Linked DNA regions of Mus musculus: all the other regions are linked to region 3. Evidence: chromatin contacts called from public HiChIP or PLAC-seq and promoter capture Hi-C data. All regions are on one chromosome and are shown on one strand. Each heading gives the region's core, a stretch centred on a gene start, on an enhancer-like site or on the middle of the called end of the contact. The rest is flanking DNA. Distances are from core to core; before and after follow the strand shown.

Region 1 (4,744 bases), core at 838-3,337, 1.3 Mb before region 3:
ATAAAACCCTCTTTAGTATCATAAAATAAATCTCAAAAGCAAATGTATCCCCCAGAGAGCCCAATAATGCCTTACTTCAGGGATCCATTTTCTCTCTGCCGCATAGAGCTCTCCAAACCTTTTGGCTTAGCACTGTCCTTCTTCACATTGCCACCTGCAAAGCCCTGTGCATCTTTAGTGCCAAGAAGCAGAAGATTTCCTAACAAGAGTAATTGCAATAGGATTTAATTATGTTGTCTGCAGCATAGGGCCAGTAACCTTAATGATAATGTTACAATAGAGAGCTCTAGAAATGGGTTCCGTAGGTAAAAATCGGAGCCCTATGTCTGTAATGCACACTTTAATAGCCACCGAAAGCCAGGTGCCATCAGAGTGCACCCAGCATCTATAAGACACTGAACATTAAGCAAGCTCTGCAAACTCCCAAGGCTTGAAGGGTGTCATCATGTTACAGTCACTTAGAAAACTGAATGATGATCTATCAGACATGTTTTAAGAAATACACAGTTAAAGAAAGGGTTATGATTTACAAATAACAAGAGCATTCTAAGTTTTGAACAAATCACGATAGATATAGGAGTGAAACAGAGCCCTGAGTTTAGAGAATAAAATAGATTAAAAAAAAATACTGAATCTTTTGTTAGCTGCTCCAAAATTGGTATTTGCATAATATAAAGTAGATCAGAAGGTAGCCCTTGTAGGCTTTCTAAATGTTATTTAAGGGCAAAATCTATGCATTTAATAATACTGCTTAATTCAGCTATTTCTTTAAAAAGAAAGAAACAAAAAAAAAAGAAAATAGAGGAAAAAGAAAATGTTGTAAATGTTCACTCATCAGCTTCCGTAGTACGCTTTTTGAATAACATGGAAATAGTATTAATGGTATATTAGGACTTCCATAATGCTTTTTATTTGAAAATCCCTGAAGCCATTGCAAACATTAATAACATGAACAAAAGTCCTAATAATAATACTCACTGTTCTCAAGCAGAAAAGATTACGAACCTCATTTTGTAGATGCCGAGGTTTAGTCACAAATAGGCTAAGGAAATTGCCTCTGACTACAGAGGCAGTCACCAGCCGAGCTGGCAATAGAAATCAATGCCTTTTGATTCCTGCATCCCCATTCCAGACAATGTACCATTTCCTATAGAAGCAAGAAGCTTTCTATCTGTACTTCCAAATGTAACATTTGACTTCAAAAGACTCTCTGAGACTTTCTAAACCTCCCTTCTCTCTTCTCTCAGTGCCTGCCCAGCACCTTTGTACCTTAAAATCAGACTCCATACCTAAATTGCATTTCCCTTATAATAGGGCCGTTTTGCTCATCCAGATTGGTAAATTATATTTTTAGTAATCTCACTTCAGTTAGTACGGCCATATAAATACTCAGAGCTGCCTTGTAGTGACCATTGTATTCCCTTATGTGATGTGGGAAATGTCACTCTACTCCTAAGTGTCGAGGGGTCTAGTCAGAAGGTCAGTGCATATGTTTGTTTCAGCGGTGGATATGAATTTAGTAATGGGTGACTTGGGTGTGGTCAAGCTTACCTGTTCATGCTGGAATCTGCAAACATTTGAATGAAAGTAGGAGTATTTGCTTGCTTCTCTCCACCCCTAGATTTGGACTCTTTATTGAACATAAAACTAAATGATATATTTAAAATATTGTTTCCCTATACTTGGTAAATATTTGTCTTAACTCTGTTTTGTGTTTGACTCCATGTCAACTAAGTACTTGGTCTCTTGGAGTCCTTGAGGACGTAGTACTCAGACCCACCGGTTTCCTCTCTGGTTGTGCAGCTTAATCAATTCCACTCGTCCTGTAGAACTGCTATAGAGAGGTAGGGGAGCTTCCTGGCCTCACTCGAGAAAGCAATGTTCGCTGCCTGTTCATATTTTTCTTAAAGCCCCATCTCTGGCCAGTCAGACTCAGTGCTGCATGAGAACTCCTCTACAGAATCTCCCAAACAAGGTGAAAAAAAATCATTAGTAGTCCAGTTTCAATCTTCTGCACAGCTCAGGCAACAATAAATGAGTAATTTGCCGCCCTTCGCTTTGGCAACCCGAGGCCTAATGATTACCCAGGGACAGGATAATGGGACCATAGTGATTACACTATGTTTTTCTAACCACTTTCAAGGCCTTTGCTTTCAGACCTGCCCTAATGAAAAGAAAGCTCTGAAATTGGGCCAGGTTTTTATTAAAAATATTCTGACAGGCTCTGCTTAGATAAATGTATTCACTTCTCAGATTTGAACCTTCTTCTGATTTGGAAGGCACAGGCTTGAGAGTAGATTTGATTGCCTGAACACTCTGATAATGAGGAAATGAGATGTTGGTTAATTCCATAAGCTACTGGAACGACTTATTTAAAGAAGACGCGATGATAACCTGTCTCTAGGATTTAGACAGTGAACTGGTTCAGTAAAAACTATGCAGAACTAGGAGTCAGAAAACCTCAAGAATCTCATTTTTTTTTTGCTTATGCTATAAGATTATAATGTGATCTGATGAATAGGAACTAATCCTCTGAGTTTCATGGTTACTGTAGGCAGCTGTCAGTCATTTTCTAGGTAAGATGATGATGGTGAGAGATGATAGTGGGTACATACAAATACATACAGAGGTACTATTAAGTACAGGTAGATGTGTGTATGACTAGTTAATTTTGAATATTATTCATGTTCTTTATTTATTCTGTGTATTGTGTGCAGATGGGTGTGTGGTTGTATAAACATGTTTATATGAATGTAGGAGCTAGAGAAGGTTGTCTGGAATTTTCCTCCATCACTTTATCTTGTCTCTGTCCACTCATGCTAATGTTATAGGCACACATTGCCATGACTGGCTTTGCATGTTGTTGTTAGAAATTGGAACCAGAATTGTAGGTATAGGGCTTATAGAGAAACACTCTGGTCCATTGAATCATCTTCATAAGCTCTCTCTCTTTCTCTCTCTCTCTCTCTCTCTCTCTCTCTCTCTCTCTCTCTCTCTCTCTCTCCCTCCCTCTCCCCTCCCCTCCCCCTCCTCCTTCCTCTCCCCCACTCAGTATAATGTATCCTGGGTTGGAATCCCTGTGTAGGAAGAAATTATCTTGAATTTTTCATCCTCTTGCCTATATCTAATATTGGGATTGCAGGTTTGTATCAACATGTGTTGTTTTAGCTGGTTCTCAGATTCAAACCCAACGCTTCATGCATGATAGGTAAGCACCCTACCAACCGAGTTTTCAACCTAGCCCCACCATTTAAATTCTATGTGAAGATCATGTTTACAGCATTCTGTCAGTTTCTAAGCAATTCTGCAAGTCCTACAAGAGCTATCGCTTTTCTTAAATAGCATTATGCACCATAATTACTCTGAGGCATTCAGTGTTTACCTGGGGAAAGATTAGTAAGCAAACTCAAATGAATGCTAGTTCTGTGTCCTCCTGACTCATTGCGTGCATAGTGGCAGAACATGTTTGTATGTATAATTAATCTATTTTTAAAATAATATATTTCTTATGGTATCTGGCTTAGATAAGGTCTGTAAGCCACCAAACATAGAATATCTTCAACTCCATGGAGGACTAAAACATCTCTGCTGGTCAAAGCTCTGACACTATTCTTAGAAACACAAGCAAAGAGAGATTTGAAATTGTGAAGACAAAGCAAGGAGGAGCACATGTTGATGAAGTGGCCACAATAGGAGATGAAATGCAGCCATACATGTGGCTTGGGAGCAGAACAGGATGAATGCAATAACCAGTAGTGTGACCTGAGTTCTGGGGTCACACAAAGCAAAAGGTAGCCATTTGTTAGTAAACAGCCCTTGAGGAGCCCAGCGAGAGGCTCTGGGTAGGAACACAACATTGAGAGTTGGCCATCATAGGTGTGAATAGCATGGGCTCAGGGTCACAGATCACAGCTGAGTCCACTATGCAAAGTGGGCAGTATTGGGAGAGATAAGAGTTATAAGAATTGATTCAGAAAGTTACAAAACAGGTGTGATAAATATATGAAGCAGACAATGGAGTTGACTACCCCATGTTTTAGAACACTCAAGAGTCTGCGGCTCCAGGAGGTCTGATAAAGCCAGTTTGTCAGCATATGTTGGCAAATAACGTTTCTATAATGCTTGAGAAAATATAGATCAAGATTTTTATGTTTAAAATTGAAGTCTTATTTTTTAAAGTAGCCTGTTTATGAAGAGGAAAAAAAGATATGGCAGTAGGTAAAGTTCAGAGATGGTTTTTTAGGATAGAAAAAACTGGGAGAGAAACTGAGTTGGAGACTGAGGACCAAGAAAGGGGAAACATGCTAGCATGAGCTTGTCAACGAGATGAGGTAGGAGATGAGTCCCAGCACAAGAGCAAGTGTAGCGTTGGGTCATAGGGGCAGGAGAGATGCCCCTTCATTTGAAGTTAAAGGTAGAGTTTCAGTACAGATAGAATTTTTAGGACTGTTCTCAAGTCCTACATGGCCTACCCTAGTAATTTGTAGAACCAATTAGTTCTTGAGTACAGTCCTGAAATTTTAGGCGGTGTTTATAACCACTGGTAAAGACGAGAAAGATAATAATGGAGTCGTTAGCTATGCATTTTCTCTCCAATAGTTCTTAGAAAGGGAGGTAACACAGATTCAAACCTGGGTTTTAAGGAGGACTGATAGAACAGCATAGATTGGGAGAAGGTAGACTGGAGATTATGGTGCTGAGTGCCATTACATTCTAGCTCTAAAAGATCTCAGCATCTCATCAA
Region 2 (4,319 bases), core at 71-2,570, 1.9 Mb before region 3:
AGCAGTGTAAGCCTGTGACTAATGGAGTTCAGGATGTCCACAGCAGTGTAAGCCTGTGACTAATGGAGTTTGGGGATGTCCATAGCAGTCCCTTCATCCTTTTACTTTAGAACAAGGTCTGAAATAGTGTTGAACAGGACTTACTATAGGTAAATACACTGATTAACATGTAATACCTTCTGAAATGCTGACAAGTTATCTATTGTGTTTTTAGATATCTTGTATTCATGTGGCATTTTTCATCTTATACATGCATTCATAGTCAATGTTTCAGATTAAAATTTTTTACAGATCTTTGTGTTTTTGTGTACAGAAGCGTACATAACACAGCTACCATCAGTTACTAACACCTTAGTATACAGGCAAACACATGCTCTGAAGTGTAAATCATACTTGATTTTAAGTGTCTACATCTTGTACCTCTTATTTCTTTTGGACAAGGTATGACTGTGGTAGTTGAGCCTTTGACCTAAAAGTCACTGTATAGCCCATATCTCAAGTTACTTTTTTCTGACCTCTACCTACAAAACACTAGGACAACTTCTATGTACCACCATGCCTAGCTTGGCTCTTGTTTTAAAAATTATTTATTCATACATCCAACAATAATTATTGTGTTCTAGATGCTGTCCTAAGTTCTGGAGATAAGCAATAAAGTTCCTACTTCCATGGTGCCCACATTCTAATGGAAGGAGATAGAAAATAAACATGTAAACAGATATTCGTGTACTATGTCAACTGATGGTTAGTTATAAAGGAAAACGATAGAGAATTGGGAGCTCTATTTTATGTTGTGGTATCTTTGAATCCCCATACTAAAGCAATCTTGAGCATGGACAGGAATAAGCTGGGGGGGGAATTCCAAGATAGAAACACACTTGGCAAGCTCTAGGGACAGGAAGGATGTCAAGTGGGTAAAGTAGCATACATGTGAAATGTGGGAAGGAAATGAGCTAGGTGGAAAGCAAAAATAGGTAGGCATCTGGCCAGAGGGATGATTGCAATTATGTTTTGTGTAAAATTGAAAGCTACTGAAGGCTTTGGAGGTAGGAAGAAGACATAATTTGACTAACATTTAAAGGATTCTATTCTGGCTGCTGTGTGGAGAAGAGTATATGGCGGTCAGGAAAGGAAGCCAGGAGTCTGTAACGATGGCAAGTATTTCAACATGGCAAAGCTTTAGGTTATCTCTCTGCATCTTGTGCTCTGCTAATTATATAATCCAATTGTAATTCTGGGCACAGCTTGCCGTGCTTCGTTGGAGCATTCTGGTTTTGTGGTTCTAAAACAACATTTGTATCCAGTTGGAGGCTTATCTAAGGAGTTGCTCTGAGCATTTGGGTTGTAGTTTATTTTAGTATTGTTTCAGCTATCCATTGCTACATAGTACATGTACAAAAATTTAGTGGATTAAAATAATGACATTTGGTTTGCTCACAGATCTTTCATTTTGGCTGAAGTTGCCATTTCTGCTTCTCTCTGATGAACTTGGCATCAACTGAGACGGTTGGAATCATCTGGAGATGGGGTTACCCACACCTCGCAGTTGATACTAGCTGTTAGCTGGGTCCTCAGCTAGGGTCAGCATTCATAAATAAGCACAGGTCACTTTTCCATGTTTCTCCCTTACAGCATGGTGGCTTGGTTCTGAAGGGCCAGCACTGTAATGGTGGCTGGGTTCCCAGTGAGAGCGAGGGGGAACCAAGGATAGCTTTTCTGATCAGGTTCCAAAGACATGCACATTCTTTTATGAGGCTTTCTGTTCCCTAAAAATAAGTAAAAGTAATGCTGATCCACCTCTAAGAGGAGAATTGGAGCTGGACTTTTGGCTGCTTTGTGGGTTCTTCTTTTCTTCCATCCTTCTCCACCCTTTCAGCCCCCTAACACTAGGCAGGAGAGGAAAACAGAATAAAAAAAGAAAGGGGTGGCATTATCATTAGACTACTTCCTGTTGATTTGAGGTGTTAAGTTCCTTGGGGCAAGTTTGATCTTCACTGTTTTTTTTTTCTTCTTATTTCTGCTTTGTGCAGGACTACTTAACAAACTACAACCAACAGCAACCAACCAACAACCAACAATCTACTCAACCAATCTCTTGGGGCCCTAGCATTTATATGGCCTCTGAAATCCCCCCAGAATTCTAAACATCACACAATCACAGAAACAAATCTGCTTCTGGCAAAACCTCACCCCTGCTAGATCATGAGCCAAGTCACTTGCTGTGGACTATCAGAAGCAGCCACATATCCCATACCTGGGATTAAAATGAAAACATATTCTCTTAATAGTTCTGTGTTTTTCAAAGAAACCAAAATTCTCACTACAGAGAATCAGTTGACACTCTTTATAGAAAGATCATCAAACCTCATGATGAAGGAGATTAAATTGACAGAGTGGATCCTTTACTAATGTTGTTGTTATTATTATTATTTTATTTTTTTTCAAGACAGGGTTTCTCTGTGTAGCCCTGGCTGTCCTGGAACTCAATCTGTAGACCAGGCTGGCCTTGAACTCAGAAATCCGCCAGCCTCTGCCTTCTGAGTGCTGGGATTAAAGGCGGCGCCACCACTGCCCAGCTACTAATGTTATTAGGCTTAGAAGGAACAGGTCTTCTTCAAGAGGACCACAGAAATGTTGAAGAATAGTGTTGTGAAACAGTTTCTTTTAAGACTGAAACATTCTATCCTTCAGGGAAGCTCCTTGGTCAGGAAAGTAAACAACTCAAAATAGCTTCAGGAAGTCCCTGGAAATGATCAGATTCACTAGGCCCCTCCCTGCCATAGTAAACAATAAAAACTGCAAAAATTCAGACAAGCCAAGCTTCAAGGAAGACTTTTGAGACTAGACCATCGATCTAGGAAAGCAAAAACCAACCAAGCTGCCTGGAAGAAATTTAGACAAATGAAAGAACACTTGGAAAGGACAGTTGTGGAGAGCCGGTATGTGCTGCGAATAATCGTGTGCGTGCCGCCAGTAATCTCTGAGGAGAGCCGTGTGTGCCGCGAGCAATCGCCATTATAAGATGGCGCAGGCCTCTGCTGTGCCTAACTAGTAAACAAGCCTTGTACGCAGGTGCGAGAGTGAATTCACTCCTAGTCACTCCCATTCTCGGGGTGTAATAGTGGGGTGATGGGCGAGCTACGAATCAGGAGCTGTCACGCCATATCAGGTGCTGAAACGTCACGCTGCGGGTTATAAAAGCAGCGCCATTTTCCTGGTTCGGAATCTTCCTGAGAAGCAAGCAATAAAGCTCTTGCCGCAGAAGATTCTGGTTTGTTGCGTCTTTCTTGCCGGACACTCAATCTATTGAGCTGCCTTCAGGCTGTGCAGTGTGAAGGAATCTGCACACTGCAAGGTACTCCCTCCTCTGGACCCCAGGTTAAGCCTAAACCACACCCAAATATCCATTTTCATAGAGAGATCCATTATTAAACAAGGAAGAAAAGTAAAGTGACTGGTTTATGACTCAGGTAAAAACTAGCAGCAAATTGAAAGTGTGGGTGTAATTTTTAAGAGGACAAAAAGAGGTCTGTGTTAGAATGGATGTGGTGGTATGTTTTGATTGGGGATGTTAATTAGGGCAGTCAAAGGGGGACTTTTGATTGCTGGACTGTAAGTTTAACTTTTTCAAAACCTACTTTTAATGATAGTTCTTAAATGCTTTATCCTCCCTTTTGGCCCACCACCCACCAGAGGTAGTGGAAAAGAAAGGATATGGGGGATGAGGACCTGTTTAGAAATGGTTTTTTGGAGCAACTCCCATCTGTGTTGTCTGGAAATCAACAGCTCAGTTCACAGGTCAGCAGTGGCAGCAGGTCGACCCACTTGAAAACTCTTTATGGGTGTGGCAGCAGTCCAGTTCGGTAGACTCAGGATAGCCAACATGAGTTCGTCACAACCTCGCAGGAACAGCCAGACAGGAGGGATTCGGACCAGCAGGAGCAGCAATTGGTTGTACCTCTCCCAAGGGAGTGAAGATCAGTGAAGTCAGGAGACCAAGCATAAGTTCAGCTATGCAAGCAAACCAAGCTCAGCCTCTGTCACTGTCTATCGAGTTCTATTTATACTCCCTCCAAACATCACGTGACCTCCACGGATCTTTCCTCAGTACATGAGTCTGTCTCAGCTGACATCACTCTTCCAATCAGCCCAAGTCCACAGGTGCTACAAGAAACTGCAACACACCATCAGAAATTTTTTTGGGTGTTTCTATGGAGTCCTGACAAATGGAGCTCAACTATGTAGTGTAAGATGGACCAATGCATGTGTGTCGTTAGTGCAGAATCCTACGTCACATGTCTTTTCCCTTGCTTCCTTTA
Region 3 (4,319 bases), core at 1,459-3,958:
ACGCGGAAAGGGGGGGGGGAGGCGGGGGCGGAAACAGTTAAAGGTTGTGAGCTTGTATTGATATAGTGCACAAGTCTGAGCTGAAATACCAGTGCGTGGTGCTGAAGTTAATTCGAATATTCAATAACAACTAAGGAGTATTGAACCCAGTGGGGGAGAGCAGTTACACACCACTTCTCTGCGAATCTTCCCAAGAAGCTATACACACAGGAAGGAGACACCCGACAGAGCAAGCTAGATACAGTAGGGCACAGGAGCAAGCTACTACAGTCACCAAATGAAAACTAAAACAACTCAATTCCTTTTCAGAATTGATAAGAAAGGTGGTGGGATATTTTTATTATTAAACAATCCCTACTTGATTTATTTCGTCAAATTCGGTGTCTCCCTTCTGGCTTTGTCTTAAGCCAGGAGAGAGAAAGCAATATCAAGATAATAGCTCAGCTGGGCAAGTGTGGCTCAGCTGAGTGTGTGGGCTACAAACCTTCAGGCCAAGAGGCTCGCTCCCTCTTTCTGTCTTTCTTTTTGTCCTTCTACCTTCTCTCTCTCTTCCCCTCCCTCTCCTCCTCCCTCCCTCCCTCCTTTTTCCTCTCTTCCTTCTTTCCCTCTTTTCGTCTAGATTGTGAATTTGATAGATAAAAAAGAAGAGAAAATGGAAACTCAGAAGACCCCCCCTCCCGCCCCCCTTGCCGAGAGCAACGGCATGCATGCTGCGGCTGGCTGCTGGCTGCCGCAAGCTCTTTGAGCGCAGAGCCTAGAGAGGCTCATTCTGGTGCTTTCTCGCTTTAAGACTTCCAGAATGCCAGTAGGGCCAGGCGCTCTGCTCGCTCGGATTTCTGCCCAAGTAACCCACCGTTTGGGTTTAGAATAAATACCCCCAAAGAAAAAAGGCCCCCAATTAAGCTGAGTATGGGCTAACCATCTCGCATCCAAAAACTGGGCCTGGAGGTTTTCATAGAGGGAGTTCTAGGTCCAGACCACCTAATAACCCGTGAGTGGGAGAATACGGGTATTGAGTAGGTCTGGAATTGTACACGAAACATTATTTCCTAATTAATTAAAGTAATTCTCTATCTCTATTTATATTCATATACATGCTATTGATTACACGCCTCTATTTGCTTGAAAAAGTGCTCAGAGTATCTTTGGAGCACACTGCTCTTTCTTTGTCCCCTTGAACATTTACAGCTGATCTTGCGGCTGGTTGAGATCAATTAGCACTGGATTTTGCCCTGGGATTGCTCCCCAGGGCGGAAAAATGGAGCCAACTGTTCTCCAGAGACTTTATTCGCCCCTCTGTATCCGCCAGGACTCCGTAGGCAGTTCAAAATCCCAAGCCTTGGTTTCACTTGATTTTGTTGTTGTTGTTATTGATAAATATTGGGTCATACACAAGCCACTTGTCAGAGCCTTTGGCTCCATCTCACAGCGGCAGCTCCTAGCGGGGCGTTTGAGTCTTGTCCTAGAAGCTGAAAAAATTTCCTGGGACGAGAACTGCACATTCTCTGATCCTTCAGTTCCGGAGATATCCCTATAGGATCATAGCCCTGCCTGTCTGCTGTCAGGTTCATTCCTCGATTTGTTCCAATATATGGACACTGAGTAGATGGGTGTGTTCTACCCATTTAAAAAATTGTGATTGGGAGGGGTGTTGGTAAGTTGATGCTGGTCCTATAGCTCCCTGCAAAGCCCCCCTCAAAGCTCAAACAGATAGTCATTGTAATTGTGGGGAGGTGAGGATGAGCCGGCAGGTAAGGCACTTGAGGGTTGTGTAATTGGAGTGTTGTATACAGTTTATCTTTCAGCTGTGCTGTGTATATTTCTCCCCCTTGATACATACTGCATATGAACAGAACCCATGGTCGGCTTGTCTTGGCATGTTTGAAGCCCTAGACACCTAACAGTATCATTACAGGAAAGAGACAAAGCCCCAAAGACTCCATCCAGGCAGGGAGGTGACTGCCTTTGGGGCGAATGGGGAGTTTCCTTGGCACTGAACTTGTCAGGGGAGCAGAGCCACTGCTGGACTCCCCTGACTTCAGGGCTTTCCGATGCTGAACTAGTGTTTGTGTGTGTGTGTGTGTGTGTGTGTGTGTGTGTGTGTGTGTGTGTGTGTGTTGTAACCAACTGATTTCCGACATTTCAAAGAGATTCTTTCTATTTCTCAGCATTACGGAAATGTACGTTGCTGGAAAAGCAGTAAAAACAAGCATAGAACTGCAATTTTCAAGAAAATAGGATCTCCAAATATAAAAATAAAAAAGTAGCAGATAAGATGTATAATTCAATCAAATTACACAAAATTGCTTGAGAATCCAGAACAGTAGCGATCCATTATGCCTCTGTTTTATTAGTGACAAGTACAATTACTCTAAAATAAAGAACACTGGTGAATATATAATTGGCTGTAATCATGTTAGTGTTTGAATAAAAATGACGGGAACATTTAACACTTTGACAACAAAATGTTCAGAAATAACTTATTTATTCAAACAGTTTTTTATTTTCCACCAAGCGAAGGAGAAACACAGTTTGCTTAGGAAAATCAATGACTTTTCCCTGCAATAAATAAATACCCCAAAGGGGAAAAACAGCCCCACACCTCTATATTATTACTACTATTATTTTTAACCACCAAGAAGCTTAATCCTATTTGAAGTCAACATTTCACATAGCGGTTGTTTGGTACTAAAGTCCGCCACCTAGAGGAACAACTGTATAATGCAATGCCAACCCCTTTACCCCCGCGGTGACCCGGAGAATCAGTTAATATTCTTTGCAAATTGCTGTCCAAACTAACTCCCTCACTCCACCCCCTCATATCCCCTTCCGCCCTGAAACATCGTCACAATATTTTCTTAGTAATTGTTATGCGCGGTTGACAAAAACCGGAGACTTTCTCCGTTAGTGTAGATCTCCCGGGAAAGTGCCAGGGAGTGCACCGGGGAAGCGGGTCAGGATTTGGAAGGTGCTGGAGAGGCAATTCTCTTTTACCTGGGGTTCATTTAGAGCAGCCCGATTTCAGGTCCCTTAAAGGAACAGTTTAAGAGAGAATCATCTTAGTCTGGCTCCCTCTGGTTTTGCGCAGAGAAAGAAACCAGTTCCCGCCCCCTGCTCCGCCGGCATACAAAATCTGGGCCCCTGCTTTTTATCTAATTAGTCCTGTAAGTTTTATCGACCCAGGTAGGCTACTGGGAATACCCATAATGCAGATTTTGTTTGGTTGTGTCCCTGGAGCCAGACCCACGCAAGAGAAAAATCTAGATTTTTGCACAGTCCTGTATTGTCAAGAAACGCATGCGGTTTGCGGGAGAATTTGGAGCTCCGCTCGGCAGGACTTTTCGCTTTTAAGTCTTGTTGGATCGCTTGGATCCAATGGGGAGATGGGGAGAACCACCCTACCTTCCCACTCACTTTAATTTAAGCTTTGGGCAGGGATACTCTAAAGGAGGCTAGGGCGGCTGGAAGAAGAATTTCCTAATGTGCGCTACATTCCCTTAGCGGACATTGCTGCCACCGCCGCAGCCTCTATGGTGATCCAGGCCAGACATTCAGCCTTCCCCATCTCACTTCAAAGTTTTATCTGCCCGAAGTTGCCTATAAAAATGTTTAAGCTAGCAGGACGAGAAAGGAGCAGAATGATTGAATTCTTTTTAAAAAATAAGTGTAGCTAGTACCCGAACTTCCGATGAGTTTTATCTCTTCGGTTCCCCTGGTTTCTTCCTTCCCTCTCTTCCTATTTTTTCTTAGATGTCTCACCTTTCCTTCCCTTTTCCTCTCTCTCTCTCTCTCTTTTCTAGTCTATGTCTACCAACTTTTCTCCAAGAATAAGATGAAGAGAGCGGAGGTGATGCCGAGACAGACCCTTTCCCCCCACTTTCCTGCCTCCTAGTCTCAGATGCTCCACGCGGGATTTGGACGCCCTCTGAGGGTTCTTCCTCTTCTTCTGACTCAATAGCAGTTCAATTAGGAACCATTAAACTATTTTCCTGGTGTATGTCTAAATTATTTTAAGGTAGTTAAATATGTATTTTAAAAATCACAAACACTAGATGGCTGTCCGGTGGCCTAAGGCCTGAGGGTTCTAAGCCCACTCCACCACTCTACCGCAAGGCCCTAAGAACTCAAATCCTCAGATTTTTTTTCCTTTTTTGGTTTATGCAAAGCTAGCTCTTCCACTCTTCACTCCGAGGTCTATCATCCCTCTCCTGCATTATATTAACAGCGTGCTAGCCTTCCTCTACGTGGGTAGGCTGCTAATGGGAACCACTTAATGCAACTGAAATGCTCATCTGTGGAGATTTTCCCAAGCAATGTTG
Region 4 (4,437 bases), core at 1,825-4,324, 1.4 Mb before region 3:
AGAGGCAAAGCTTGCTCGTGGCAGCTGTCCTGGTAGATAAGGTCGTATTTGCCCCATTTTAAATTATTTTTGCTGGCAGACCTCTTCTGTTAAAATAGAAATGAAATATTATGTCTAGTTTACTTTTATCATGCAACAATTGATGACTTGTGATTCTGATGGTTACAGTGATCTTCTCCTTAGCTCTGAGAACATACCAGACATCCTCAGAAATGGCCATTGACTGGTAAGTGGTGTGTGTGTGTGTGTGTGTGTGTGTGTGTGTGTGTGTGTGTGTGTGTTTACTTTTTCTTTCCACGAACAGAATTGATGAAGGGTTTCAGAGCACAACAATGAATAAATGAATCCCAGGAAGGATGGCAACCTTAAGTTTTCCATATATGGGAAATTTTAATGAAGCTGGAATTCTCTTCAGCCATCTCTTTGTACCTCATGCTTCAAACTAAAGAAAATGGCATTTTCCCTGTGGCTGTTTGATGCTTATGTCATTACTATAATTCCCACAAGTATTCCCACAGTATGCTTTCTGTTTCTAATCTCTTATTGTTCTTTCTTAGGAATCAAGAACCAGGAAGGCCAGCTTACTTACAGAATACTGACCCAAGCCAGGATGCACTGTTTCTTGTGGATGACACAGAGCCCCCCACCTCCCAAACCACTTGAGGAACTAGAGAGAAAAGCTCACGCGAAGCATGAGATCTATCCGGATGAACAGAGAAAATGACTGCAATACGTCATGATTTTATTCTTGCTGGCAGCTCAGGGTAAAGGGTATGCTAATTCCAGACAAAATACCAATCCTTAGGGAAGGCTCAAGGAAGACGCCCTCATACAGTGGCCAGTCAGGATTCCCCTTGCTCAATGGCATGGACATATGCTTAAAGAGAGAAACAGTCTAAACAGTAGTAATATATTCATCTTAATCTGTTATCGAAGAAAGGATGAGAAAGAAGTTAAATTAACAACTTATGCTTTCCTCTGACACAGTGGACCCTGGGAACAATTTTCACTTTGAACTGAATAAATTGCTAAAACATTTTGTGAGTGTGTGTGAATAAGAATAACACCATGACACTTCCATTTCATTTTTACTGCCTTGTATGAAAAACTTACTGTTTTTATGTTTAAATTTAATTAGTCAGTTTCTTTGCTACCAAGAAACTGGGGCCTTCAGTGTGTGTGTGTGTGTGTGTGTGTGTGTGTGTGTGTGTATGTATGTGTGTGTGTGTGCTATCTAAATTAGCCTTGTACCTTTCGTTGCCGTAATAAGACTAGTTTCAGATTAATTTTATTGTTCTAAAAATTGCTAGGTTTCAGATAAGCTTCTTTGGCACCAATGATGAGCCCCATGTATTATTCAGAATCAGAGTTGCACAGTACTGAACACACCATTTAGAACAGTCAATGTTGCTAAAGGCCCCCAAATAAGATTTCGAGAAAGTCATTGCCTGGCAGCAAGGCTAGAACTAAGCTGGGTGGGCACCTGAGTCACCATACAGAGGAAGCCTCTGCTATCTTTGGTGGATAGGTATTCCCATAGTCCATATAAAAGCCAGAAACCCTGCTGCCAAAACGTGTGCTTTTATCACGGGTGCAAGAGCATGGATCTCTATGGTGCTGAAAGTGTCCGTCGGCACTGACCTGAGGTCAGGAGCTTCATTTTCTACTAGCTCTTGCTTTCTTTCACTCTGGAAATTGCAAACGGGTCCTCCATGTTGCTTTCAGTGCAACAATTGTGCTCATGTTCCTGATATAAACGTGTCTCTCATTCTCAGTGCTGGAGCTGACATGGTAGTTTCCCCCTCTATAATCATGCATTTGGCTATTTGAAGTGAAAGTAAGTTAATTGGTTACATTTCTGGTTTTTCTTTTTTTCCTTCAAAAGCCACCGTTTTTAGGTTCCATGAAGCACTTCGGGTCTTCGGGTCTGGGTATCACAGAAAATCGGCTTCTTCAAGCCTTTGCTTCATGTCACCTCTTTCCTTGTTTCTCCTGGTTTTGAATTCCCCAGGATCCTATCCATACTGAGCACCCCCTTTCTCTTAAGTCCTTAACAGCAATATCAGTTTTTCTTCTCTTCTCAGTTGTCACCTTCCGTATGAGGTGCTGATGGTTGACAGCGCACAGTGCTACATCGATTGCAAATGACCAAGATGTGTGACTGCATGCGTTTGTGTTTGGAAGGTGGCTGTTGTGAGTTGTGGTTGAACAGGCCAGTAGGATATGCTGACAAGGTGGCGGTAGAAGGATCACAAGTTAGAATATACCTCCCACAGTGAGGAAGGAGAGAATACAAATGCTCCCAACATTACAAAAAGTTCTTTTCACATGGATAATTCTACTCTGTTCAGTCTGGTTGAAACACGCTACCCAGAAATTTATTTTTACTTTTTGTAACTCTGAAGCAATGGAAGGGCTTCGAACACAGAGGAAGAGAATGTTAGATCCCAGATGTTAAGAGTAGTGGGAAGCATTTTGTTCTGAAACACTTTTCTAAGGATTTTTTCTTTTTGAGGAGGTAATATCTTTTATTTTATATACAGTTCATGACTCTGGGATGACATGGTGCATTTTAAAAACATGTCCCTGAAAAAAAATCAGCCTAGAATCAGTAAGGGTCGAACTGATTTCGCGGTTACCCGGATGCTCTCCTTTTGCCTGCATCTTCCTTTTCTTCTCTAACACTTCCTGCTTCTTAGTAAAGTAAGACCCAACCACTGGAAATCTGACTTTAAAAACAAGCTTGTAGACACACCCATCTCTAAAAGCAAGGATAAAGCGTACCAAGATTACTGCCTGTGAAAGGAAACTCGACAGAGCAGCAGATAGCCTAACGAGGACAGAGTCGATGTGGTCCTAAGTGCCATACATTTGGAGGAGGACACCTGTGCCAGGTCATGGCCCAGATAGCCAAATCTGATGGTGTCAGACAGACACCACTAAGTGAGCGAAGAGGAAATCTTTTCATACATCAACAGGGCGGATGCTTAAGTGTCATTAGCCTCCATCCTCCTGCTGAAAAGCATGAAGCAGAGATTGTGGTTTCCGTATCCTCTCACCAGATGCATTTTGTAGAAGGGCAGAACAGCAGAGGCTACAGGGGAGGAAGCCCTGTTCCACCCCTCCCCCTTTTTACTCGACCCACTCTTACCCTGCCCCCTATTCAGTTTTCACTGTGCTTGTTTGATAGTCAACCAAAATAGAAAGAGTCTGCTTAGGGCAGAATCTGATTTTATATTCTAAAACAACTCTTTGAAATTTCAGAGGAGCTAGTGTCATCTGGTCTGGCTCGGTGCCATACAGACAAGGTCACTATCTAATGAGAACCTTTTATCCTGATTATTCAATCCATTATTATATAAAAAAATGTTTGAAGGCAAAATGAACCACTCTACCCGTGTTTCGGATTCATCTCTCAAATGTAAACACTATTCATGATCTGAGATTGACAAGCTTGCATCTGCAGAGCTCTGAAGATGGTCATTTTGGGTTAGAAAATATCTCATTAATCAGAATGTTAAATAATCCACAGTACTTATATAATGTGTTATTATTTACCAGATTTGAGCAGCTCTATTTCCAAAGGCAGAAACAAAATAATTTCAACCAAGTGAACATAATATTAATGACAGCCGTTATTATAAATAAATTTAAAATGCTGCCAGGAAACATGTGAGGAAGAAAAAAGAAGAATTCTGCACTGGTTTTGCCCTCTTCAATGTGCACCACATGCCGCTGCACTCTCAGACACACGTTCCTGAAGATGTAAGCTACCCTCCTCTTAACAAAAGACGGTACTTCGTTTGGTGCAATTAAAAGATTTTTTTTAACAGCTTCTACAATGGAAATCTACAGGAAGCCAAGAAACCCAGCAAGAAACCAAAGAACTGTGTTAAAAAGAAACAGGTGATGTGTAACTGGAACACTGAAAAGGGGCCTGCTGTTGTCTCTCTGATATAAGTATGATAGTGAGCAACCCAGCCCTATAAACATCTATAAACATCTATAAACATCTATAAACATCTATAAACATCTACAAACATCTATAAACATCTATAAACATCTATAAACACCTATAAACACCTATAAACACCTATACACATCTATAAACACCTATAAACGTCTATAAACGCCTATAAACGTCTATAAACGTCTATAAACACCTATAAACGTCTATAAACGCCTATAAACGTCTATACACATCTATAAACGTCTATAAACGATCTATAAACGTCTATAAACGTCTATAAACGTCTATAAACGTCTATAAACGATCTATAAACGTCTATAAACGTCTATAAACGTCTATAAACGATCTATAAACGTCTATAAACGTCTATAAACGTCTATAAAGGTCTATAAACGTCTATAAACGTCTATAAACGTCTATAAACGTCTATAAACGCCTATAAACGCCTATAAACGCCTATACAAGCC

The links. Promoter capture Hi-C pulls out the DNA fragments that hold promoters and counts their contacts. HiChIP or PLAC-seq counts read pairs in DNA pulled down with a chosen protein or histone mark.
Region 1: an H3K27ac HiChIP or PLAC-seq map of VIP interneurons shows a contact between it and region 3, with 11 times the contacts expected there. The contact joins two enhancer-like sites. A contact is called at or near these places in 2 of 39 promoter capture datasets (embryonic stem cells and hippocampal neurons), 10 of 484 Hi-C or Micro-C datasets (the AML12 cell line, cerebellar granule neurons, cortical neurons and 7 more), 6 of 115 datasets of contacts at active chromatin or transcription factors (VIP interneurons, embryonic forebrain, embryonic stem cells and 2 more) and 1 of 9 other capture datasets (adipose tissue).
Region 2: a contact with region 3 is called in a promoter capture Hi-C map of hippocampal neurons, with 4 times the contacts expected there. The contact joins two enhancer-like sites. A contact is called at or near these places in 5 of 39 promoter capture datasets (cranial neural crest, embryonic stem cells, frontonasal cranial neural crest and 2 more), 1 of 484 Hi-C or Micro-C datasets (cortical neurons) and 1 of 115 datasets of contacts at active chromatin or transcription factors (stem cell-derived neural progenitor cells).
Region 4: an H3K27ac HiChIP or PLAC-seq map of VIP interneurons shows a contact between it and region 3, with 7 times the contacts expected there. The contact joins two enhancer-like sites. A contact is called at or near these places in 1 of 39 promoter capture datasets (embryonic stem cells), 4 of 115 datasets of contacts at active chromatin or transcription factors (VIP interneurons, astrocytes, embryonic forebrain and 1 more) and 3 of 9 other capture datasets (adipose tissue, liver and pancreatic islet).

What each region holds. Positions count from the first base shown.
Region 1 is chr12:50,710,129-50,714,872 of GRCm38.p6, reverse strand. No RefSeq gene overlaps it. Among named protein-coding and RNA genes, the nearest start is that of Prkd1, 63 kb to the right of the region's middle. Within about 2 kb of position 2,087, at least 6 of the 459 cell types and tissues checked have an H3K27ac peak or open chromatin away from gene starts, as enhancers often do. A contact at or near this core is called in VIP interneurons, where this site is marked.
Region 2 is chr12:51,291,977-51,296,295 of GRCm38.p6, reverse strand. No RefSeq gene overlaps it. Among named protein-coding and RNA genes, the nearest start is that of G2e3, 54 kb to the left of the region's middle. Within about 2 kb of position 1,320, at least 11 of the 459 cell types and tissues checked have an H3K27ac peak or open chromatin away from gene starts, as enhancers often do. A contact at or near this core is called in cortical neurons and hippocampal neurons, where this site is marked.
Region 3 is chr12:49,373,295-49,377,613 of GRCm38.p6, reverse strand. The region is part of intron 1 of Gm34304 (predicted gene, 34304); the gene reads left to right. Among named protein-coding and RNA genes, the nearest start is that of Gm34304, 6.4 kb to the left of the region's middle. Within about 2 kb of position 2,708, at least 32 of the 459 cell types and tissues checked have an H3K27ac peak or open chromatin away from gene starts, as enhancers often do. A contact at or near this core is called in VIP interneurons, cortical neurons and hippocampal neurons, where this site is marked.
Region 4 is chr12:50,807,783-50,812,219 of GRCm38.p6, reverse strand. No RefSeq gene overlaps it. Among named protein-coding and RNA genes, the nearest start is that of Prkd1, 160 kb to the right of the region's middle. Within about 2 kb of position 3,074, at least 2 of the 459 cell types and tissues checked have an H3K27ac peak or open chromatin away from gene starts, as enhancers often do. A contact at or near this core is called in VIP interneurons, where this site is marked.